Regions from separate parts of the Sus scrofa genome. Here regions 2 and 3 are each linked to region 1. Evidence: chromatin contacts called from public HiChIP or PLAC-seq data. All regions are on one chromosome and are shown on one strand. Each heading gives the region's core, a stretch centred on a gene start, on an enhancer-like site or on the middle of the called end of the contact. The rest is flanking DNA. Distances are from core to core; before and after follow the strand shown.

The links. HiChIP or PLAC-seq counts read pairs in DNA pulled down with a chosen protein or histone mark.
Region 2: an H3K27ac HiChIP or PLAC-seq map of alveolar macrophages shows a contact between it and region 1. The contact joins the promoter of NOP16 here to the promoter of RNF44 in region 1. A contact is called at or near these places in 1 of 5 promoter capture datasets (liver), 3 of 47 Hi-C or Micro-C datasets (blood, liver and skeletal muscle) and 2 of 2 datasets of contacts at active chromatin or transcription factors (alveolar macrophages and skeletal muscle).
Region 3: a contact with region 1 is called in an H3K27ac HiChIP or PLAC-seq map of alveolar macrophages. The contact joins the promoter of FAF2 here to the promoter of RNF44 in region 1. A contact is called at or near these places in 4 of 5 promoter capture datasets (fetal liver, fetal skeletal muscle and liver), 14 of 47 Hi-C or Micro-C datasets (alveolar macrophages, blood, fetal heart ventricle and 7 more) and 2 of 2 datasets of contacts at active chromatin or transcription factors (alveolar macrophages and skeletal muscle).

What each region holds. Positions count from the first base shown.
Region 1 is chr2:81,370,982-81,373,979 of Sscrofa11.1, forward strand. It overlaps RNF44 (RING finger protein 44), which reads left to right and starts at 1,446. Exons shown (of 11, transcript XM_013994879.2): 1 at 1,446-1,485.
Region 2 is chr2:81,486,753-81,489,750 of Sscrofa11.1, forward strand. It overlaps NOP16 (nucleolar protein 16), which reads left to right and starts at 1,439. Exons shown (of 5, transcript XM_013994885.2): 1 at 1,439-1,645; 2 at 1,735-1,843; 3 at 2,949-2,998. The coding sequence starts at 1,539. HIGD2A (HIG1 hypoxia inducible domain family member 2A) reads right to left here and starts at 1,287. Exons shown (of 2, transcript NM_001097469.1): 1 at 1,105-1,287; 2 at 138-539. The coding sequence starts at 1,258. The coding sequence ends at 373.
Region 3 is chr2:81,452,758-81,455,755 of Sscrofa11.1, forward strand. FAF2 (FAS-associated factor 2) reads right to left here and starts at 1,515. Exons shown (of 11, transcript XM_003123660.4): 1 at 1,389-1,515. The coding sequence starts at 1,451.

The sequences.
Region 1 (2,998 bases), core at 196-2,695:
TATTTTGGGAAACATTTTACAATACATACATGTATTGAACAATACTGTATACCTTAAACTTACATAATGTTATATGTAAATTAGATTGCAATAAAGTTGGGGGTGGGGAGGACAGACAAATGCAACAGATTGGATCTCAAAAACTTGATGCAGAAGGAAAGAAGACAGAATTTATACAGCCAGCCATTCCATTGACACGAAGTTCTAAGCACAGAAAACAAATCTACAGTGATAGGAACCAGATCAACAGTTAACATCCGGAGGAAGCTGATTTGGAGGGGCCAAGAAGGAACTTTCTGGAGTGACTGAAAATATTCTAGATCTTGACTGGATTTTTGTTAATACAGAGGTATACATTTATGAAGACTGCACTAAGCTATACGCATGAGACTTTTGCATTTTACTGTACAGTTACAAAGTACATCCTGAATTAGGCTTTAATGTAGTTCCTATTTTAAAAAGAAAGAGAAAACAAAACAAAACAAAACCATTTATTTAAAGGATGAGCCAGAGTGAGGCAGAAAGCAGGCTCTGGATATCGGACCTGAGAAGAAATCCTGGGCCCTGTCACTTCCTAGCAAAATCCTTTCAGCTCGCTATGCTTCAGGGTTCAAATCTACAAAAGAGGGACAATAAAAATATTTCTTCACTGGGTTGCTGGACATTAAGGTAACAACTAAGTTAATTTATGTTAAGCACTTAGAACATTGCTTAGCACATGGGAAGAGCTCAACAAATATAAACTTTAAAAAATAAGTCGGCTTCGAGGCAGCGGGCTTAAAACAGCCCTCCTCAGAAGTGCCAAGTTCTAGGTTGAGAAAAAGGGTCCTCCTGGCGCCAGCCTCTGAGAGTCAAGACATGCAGAGACTACAATTCCCGGCAAGACCCTGCGGGAGTGGGGCGCGCTGGGAGTCGTAGTCCTCTCGGGCTAATTATACCCACGGATGCAGGCTGCTGGGATCCCCTCTGGGACTGCGGATGCCTGGCCTGAACAAGTATCGGCTGTGGTCCAGGCTCTAGCGATGGATATAGGCGTTCTTTTGTCACTAGAGTCTCCCTACCTCTGGAAGGCGGTATTATCGCTTCCATTTCACAGACCGAGGAAACTGAAGCTCAGAGAATGATTCATAGTGAGAAACCAAGCTTTGCGGGCCCCAGTCTTTGCTCTTTGTATATCGATACCTGACTAACCCACAAAATTCCGAGGCTTGGGGGAGCAGAAAAAACTGTCCGCGAAGCGAAGGTTCTTTAAACGGCCACGGAGTCATTATTATCTTTCCTATTTAGTCACACATCCAAGGTCACACGGGTAATAAGGTGGAAGCTGGTCTGTCAGGCCCTGGACGCTTCGTCCTTGCGCGCCCTTTGCGGCTGGACACCGAATGGGCGTGGCCGAATCACGCCCCGCCTCCTCCCACCCTCCGCTCCCGCGCGTTTGGTGTAGTCCAGGTACTTCCACACGCGCGCGCGGGAGCGAGGGTAAAGGTACGCAGCTGGTGTGGGCTCCGCGCGCGCGCGGGCGCGCGCGCCCAGGTGAAGAAGTCCGTGGACGGTTCCACTGTGTGGGGCCTGTGAGGCCTGAGGGGCTGCCGCGGCCGGCGGCGTTCGAGCCGTAGCGGGACCGGGACCCCCGGCTGCAGCGGGAGCGACGCGCCGGCCGCTCGGTGGGGGTGGAGCCCCGTCGCGGCCCCAGGTAACCCCCGGCCTGAACCCTACGCCGTGCTCCCCAGGCGCGGGGCCAGCGAGGACGGAGCGATAGGGGGCGGCCGCGGGCTGGCAGGGTAGCGCAGGGACTTCCAGTGAGGCCGCTGCCTGCCTCCGCAGGGCCACAGCTCGTTGTCTCCGAACCTGGCGCCAGAGCCCCTTCGCCCGCCAGGTCCAAGTGCCCCAGTATGCGGAGCGCCTGGGAACAGCAACTCCCAGCGTGCCCTGCGTCCCGCGCATGCCCCTCTCACATCCGCTGGCGGGTTTCGGCTTCGGCTGGGGCCCTGGCGTCCAGGCAGAGCAGCAGCTCTTTGGTCTCGTCACGTCTGTCCCAAACACTTTTCCAGTGCTCCATGTCCCAGCCCCTGAAATCCAGAGCGACCCGAACCCTGCCCCGGAGTGGCTCTGCCTCTGAGGAACAGACCACAGCATGCCAGCTGCGTCGTTACTACTTTGAGGGTGTAGAAAGGTGGGCGTTCCAGAGGGTCTGTGTCTTGCCAAGGTCACACAGCTGAGGGCCTTTGAGCCCGAGTGGAGATGTTGCCGGGGGCCTAGAAGGCGATGTGGGCGTAGGAAGCTGGCCTTGGAGTAGGCAAGACACTTAAGATGGAGGGAAAACGGAGAATTCGATTGGACTCATCTCTCTGGATTTGCCAGGCTCCCCCACTCTCGCAGCCCCCGATTTTCATCTTTGGATGATGTGACAGTACCTGCTCCTTCCTCTGCAGACCCTCTGAGATCCAGTGGTGAGACCTACACAGGGGAGGGAGTCAGATATGGGAGCCCCTCCCAATGCCATACCCTCAAACCTCAAGCATTCAAGTTCAGACCCTGACCCAGAAAGTTAGGCAGGTACCACAGAAGGTTCACACACAGTCAGAGCCACTAATGACTCACTGAGGTAGGTACAGTCACTCCCATTTTACACCTGGGCAGACTCACAGAGGCGATGACTTCCTCAAGGTCACCAAGATGTTGAAAGGCAGAGCCAGGGTCCAAGCTCAAGTGGGCTGGCTTCAGAGGCTCTGTTTTTAACCATCGTTGTATGCCTGCCGCCTCAGTAGCCTATAGGAGATGAACAGCATTGCTCCACACACTAAGTGCTCAGTAAATATCTATCAGTAGTGTCCTCATCATCCTGATTTTATAGATGACAGACTGAGAATGTATAACTGGAGTGAGGCCACATGGCTGACCAAGTCTCAGAGCTGGTGCCAGAGGGCTGCAGACCTGAGCCCAGACCTGGGAACACCTTCACACACACACCCCATCCTCCCACCCTATGCACAGACAA
Region 2 (2,998 bases), core at 189-2,688, 120 kb after region 1:
ACTGTTACCAAGAAAGTCTGGGAATCATTAGACTATACAGTTTTCTAAGGGGCCCTGCAGTCTTTAGTCTTTTGGTTTTACTCCCAAAACCAAAGACCAAAAACCATAGGAGTGAGATGGAATGAACTGACCAAACTACAAGTGGATCAGCGTTTATTAAGTAAAGAGTGGAGATGGTGCATTACAACTGAACCGAACCTGAGATTCCTGGGAAAAAATCTCATCTGTCAGTCACACAATTGGCCACTTCTGCCCCAACCCATACAGAGGCCTGTCAGGGGAGATGAGGAAACAATTCCGGTGGCAGGACTGGTGGCTGCTCCTGGGGCTGGGTCTGATCTCCGCAGAGTTTTCAAGGCCAGGCCATTGCCCTCAGGGTCGAGATCTCACGGTGGATGCAGCCAGACCCACCAAGATGGCTACTATCGTGAAACCCTGGGCGGCGATTCGGGTGCGCATCATGAGCTGGGAGCGCTGGCTCTGACCCCGGTGGAAGCAGTAGAGACCATAGGTAAGGGCAGACGCTGTGCCCAGGCAGCCTGAAGAGGGGACAAAGCAGGGGGGAAGTGGCAGGTCCGGCCTTGGAGGGCTCGTCCAGTTTTAGGCCTCCCTCCCCCAAAGTCAAAATCTTTTTTTTTCTTTGGTGGCCGCACCCGCGGCATAGGTAAGTTCCCGGGCCAGAGTCTGAATCCCAGCCTCGGCTGCGACCTACGCTGCAGCTGTGGCAACGCCGGATCGAACCCAGGCCGCCGCAGAAACGACGCCAGATCCTTAATCCACCGGGCCTCACCGGGAACTCCTTTTTTAGACTTTTTTTTTAAGGTCTTTAAATAGCAGCTGAGGGGAGGAGGTAATGGGATGGGGCGGAAGTGTGAGGGGTTGGCTATAGTTTGTGGAGGGGGTGTCCATAGAGTCGGCCCCATCCCAGCCTACTAATCCCGTCCAGCTCAAGCTCCAATCACATTCACCCCTCAGTGCCTGGCCCCTTCGTTACATCTCTTGTCCACTCTCATTTCGGTCATTTTGGCGTTCCCTGTGCTCCCCTATTTTATTCCCCCGATATCACTGTCCTCTTGGTCTACAGTTCCTACAGCGCCCACTTACCTATGGGTACCATTGGATTCTCGCGGGTCTTGCGAATAAACTTCTCCTTGAAGCTTTCCGAAGTGCTGTACACAGTGGGGCTAAAGCCCTCAATGACTGGGGGGTGCGACGGTTCAAAGGGTGCCTCCGGGGTCGCAGGGCCAGGAGTTGCCATGTTCTGGGCAACCGCTAAGGAGAGAATCCGGACGCTAAGCCCCGCCTCCTGATGAGGTCATAAAGGGGGCGGGGAAAAGGGCTTGCTGAGCGTTTTACGCAGGTGCCGTCGCTCATGGAATTCTGGGAGTTGTAGTAATCGGCATGCATCGCTATGAGGAGGACTACATTTCCCAAAAAGCCTGCAGTACTACGCGTACACTCGCCGGAAGGAGTGTGATACACGAGGTACTTGGATTGAGAAGCACACAGTCTGAGTTACCCATTCTGTGGTCAGCGCGATGCCCAAGGCCAAGGGGAAGACCCGGAGGCAGAAGTTCGGTTACAATGTTAACCGGAAGCGTCTGAACCGAAATGCTCGACGGAAGGCAGCGCCGCGGATCCAGTGGTGAGGGGACTAGGGTTCAGGAGGCAAAAGGCTTCGGCGGGGAAGCCGGCGAGATGACACTTCCGCTGTCGCCCTCTCTTTTCCCGTAGCTCCCACATCCGACATGCCTGGGACCAGACCAAATCGGTGCGGCAGAACCTGGCCGAGATGGGTTTGGCTATGGACCCCAACAGGGCGGTGCCCCTTATTAAGAGAAAGGTACTGACATGGAAGGGTCTCGGCCCTTGCCCCCCGCACCCCGCCATACTTAGCTGGGTTTCGGAGCCTGATCCTATCCGTTACCTCTCTCTAGCCAATTCAGCCAGCCTGTACTGACTGTAGTTGAGGGTCCCTTTACGACCTCCCTTATACTCCCTCCCCAGCAGAGATTGGACCTGGATTGGAGCTTCCTCTTTTCTTCTGCACTCACTTCTTTCTTCTGAAATTAACCTGCTTGGATCCCTAGGCATCTCAACGGTATTTTCCAGAATTTATCTTTTTCTGCCCTTAACTTTCCTAATAGAGAGTTTGGGATCTTTACTTACTGTTCTTTACACTTTTCCCCAGTTGTCCAGTCATTCTTGGTCTGAGGCTTCCCTAGGGTTAGTTTCTTCTGAGTAAGTCGTTTTCTGGACCACTCTCAAAAATAGTATCCCTTTTCACTCAGTAACTTCTTCCCTGCTTTATTTTAATTCATTGGCATTTGTGAAGACCTGATGGTATATTATATTATGTGTTTATCTGTTTATCATCAGTGTTCCCCCAACATAATCTCCTTGAGGACAAGGACTTTGTAGTGCATTCCTTACTAAATCCCCAGTGGTGACTAGGATGTGAGTAGTGCTCAATAAATAGTTAACCCAGTGAATGGGCTTGCTGATTGAATTTATCCCATTGCCTTCAGGTAGGTTTCTTTTTTTTGCTTTCATGCCAGAGGAAAACAGCACCAGTGTTTCTTGAACAAATAAGAAGCTATAGCCAAGCACTCTCAGCTTTTTCCTCCCCATAGAGAAGATATCTGATATCCCTCCTTCATCATAAAGTATAAAGTGCTTTCATGTGCATTGTTTCATTTGATAATCATAAGTGAAGTGAGGCAGGCAAAGGGGTATTATACCTGTTTCATAGATATGGACAGAAAGATGAATTGCTTGCTTGATCATCTTGGGAACCATGAAGCTTCAGGGCATTGGTTCTTCTTGTCATCTCTTCCTGCCTGGCCTTGTGGAGGGATTCTTATGGGAGGGCAGGAGCCTTTAGATTTTTTCCTTCATCCAAGATCTTTTCTTTTGTCTACTGGTCTCACAGTCTCTGTTCTCTGCAGGTAAAAGCCATGGAGGTGGACAGAGAGGAGAGGCCTAAGGAGCTTGTGAG
Region 3 (2,998 bases), core at 265-2,764, 82 kb after region 1:
CTCTTTGAAATTGACTGCGGTGAAATCTAATCAAGGAAATTACAGAAGAGAGAACTTGCCAAAAAAAACAAAGAAAGGACAATATTACAGCATCTGCATTTCACTCTCAGTTGTACAATGATACTTAACACAGGTTGTAGAGCACTCAAGAGCTCAGGAAAGGTCTTAGAAAGATGGACTTGGTTTTAAATCTGAGGCCACCACTTAATAGCTGTGTAACCTAAGCATGTGACTTCTTAAGCCTCATATCCTCACTTGTAAAACAGGGATTCTAACAGTGTGAATCTCACAGAACTGTAGGACTAAGTGCTATAATGTATGCTAAGTTTTAGCAAAGTACTTAAAATAAATGGGATTCTAACCACCTATTGTTATTGCCTGGGAAGGAAGGGTCTTGGTAAATACTGTGGAATGAATAAATATATTTAGCACATTTTGTGTTAGGAAATAAGTGTACCACTAACTTTAATTCTACCCCAAGCTAAATAATGATTAACATTAGCAATACTGTTTGAGAGCAGGTTACAGTGTACAAAGCCCTTCAGACATCCATAAACTCACTGCATCTCCACAACTTCCTTAGGGGGTAAACATTTTTAAGATATATATTTTAGAAATAAGGAAACTAGTATCCATCGGGGTGATAAAGAGCCAAGGTTACCTAGGTCTCCTCCAACGAGATTCTCCAGCTCAGAGATGAGGTGCTCAGTGCCAAAAGTTCTTAACCCAAAGATCCACTAAAGGGAGGCAGATTCCTTTTACCACCCTCCTCAAGCAGAGTCAAGCACTGAGTCCCGGAATAAGCCAGGGGTAACAAACCCTTCGGAGGCCACTGATGACATTTATAATGCTGCATTATTTCCTTAGGAGGTGTCCTCCCACACCTTTAGGGCGGGGGGCAGGCCTGCCCCCACCCCTAAGGAGATCTCCCAACACAGGACCTGGCACCCAAGAGGCCCTGAGTACATGTTTGTGGAAATGGCATGTGAGGCTGGTAGGAGGCTTTCCAGAGACCCGAAGCGAGGCCAACTCCGCAGTGGGGATTAAGCATCTCAGTACCGTCAGAGTCGTTGGGCCAACAGGGTCCGACCGGTAACCGGGATGAAAAGGCTGGCTAAGGACGGATTCAGCTAAGGGGAACCTGGGAAGCTGACCCTCTGAGAAGAGAATGAGGAAAGCGGGCGTGGCTGCAACCATTCCCGAAAGGCCGGGGACCGACAAGAGGCTCGGGGGCCGGGGGCAGCAGGGCAGTTGGCGTCTGGGGGGGAGGGGGCCGCCTGCTGGTCTGAGAAGAATCTCGGGCCCAATCTGAACAGGGTTCTGGGCTCCTCTAGGGACCCACTCTCTAGCACGCGGCGACATTCGCTGTACCGAGTACTCGCTGCTACCTGAAACTGCAGCAGCTTCTCGGTCTGCTCCTGGGTTAGATCCCGCTCCTCAGGCGCCGCCATTTTGCCGCCGCCTCTACGCTTCTGACCCGTCCGCACCGTCACCCGCCGGAAGTGACCTCAGCAGCAACCACATCCGGTCTGAACGGCCTCCAGCACGCAACTGCGTCTGCGCGTGCCGGCACACACCCCCGCCCCGCCACGGGGTGGGGGGTGCGGAGAATGCTGGCAATTCCTGCCGCCAGAGGGCGCCATTCTCGGGATGATCTCGAACGGTTCCGGAAATTGTCGAGAGACTGTACAAATCGCTCTTAGGAACAGACCTAACAGAGACTTGGACTCTGGAATAGCTTGCAGAGAGCCGAGAGGTCCCGAAAGCCACTCGGCAGCTTTCGGTTGCCCCCACGCCCCGCAATGTTTCTTAGGAAATTGTGGCAGTTCGCAAATATCGGCTGTTTGATACTTGATTCCTGCCGTCATGTTTCCAGAAGCCCCTGACAAACTATAGGGAGGTTCCAAAAGTCCCCGAATACAATGGTGGGGGTGGAAGGCATTTCCCACGCAGCCTTCGAACCGGAGGCTGTGGGAGGTGTGAAAATTGTTTTGGGCTCAGCCACACGGGTCTTTGATGGTTAGTGGCGCTGCCAGCCTTAGAGCTTTGAGTCCACACCTCCTGCCCTCTGCATCTGCGTACCTCAGGCCTTCTCGGGTCCCTTTGCCCACTGGCCCATCTTCCCTGTGACCGACAGAAGGGAAAGTCCAAGAGCTGGAGTTCCCATCGTGGCTCAGCGGAAATGAATCCGACTAGGAACCATGAGGTTGCAGGTTCGATCCCTGGCCTCGCTCAGTGGGTGAAGTCCTGCGTTGCCGTGAGCTGCGTTTTGGGATCTGGCGTTGCTGTGGCTGTGGTGTAGGAAGCTGTAACTCCGATTGGACCCCTAGCCTGAGAACCTCCTTATGATATGCTGCTGGTGCTACCCTGAAAAGCAAAAAAAAAAAAAAAGTCCCAGAATGGGATCAGGAGACTAGGTTCTGGTGTCCACTTGGCAGAGTGTTGGACGTCCCTGGGCAAACCACCTCCTTTCCAGTCTCCGTTTTGCTGTTGGTGGAATGAGGTTCAGCAACAGCCCCAGATATGCTGCCTCAGCTCCTTCATTTTAGAAGCAGTGGCTCACCCTTTTCACTGCCCTATCCCCACCCCTCGATGTCTGCTGCCTTCTGCAATTTCCTTGCCACTTCTAACCTGCCAGCCCTCTTTAGAGCTCCCATTTTCATTGCCATTTCTTTTCTCCTACCATTTGCCTTCTCTGTTCACCATCCAAAAGGCCTTGGGGGGCAGAGGGGTCACGGTCTGGTGACCACTTTTCCACTGACTACCTGTCTAACTCCTAGCCAGGCACTCAGCCTCTTGGGCTGGGTTGTGCTCTGCATCTGTGGAATCTGACCCCACCAACTTCATAGTGTTGAATCAGGTAAGACAGAACCAGAAGTGCTTTGATGTTCCATGAGGAGTACATTAAGGGATGGAAGGACTTAAAATTTGGCTAGTTCTTCCTTTCAGGCCTGAATCACGTCTTACCAGGTCTACGCAAACATCGTAATAATGTCCT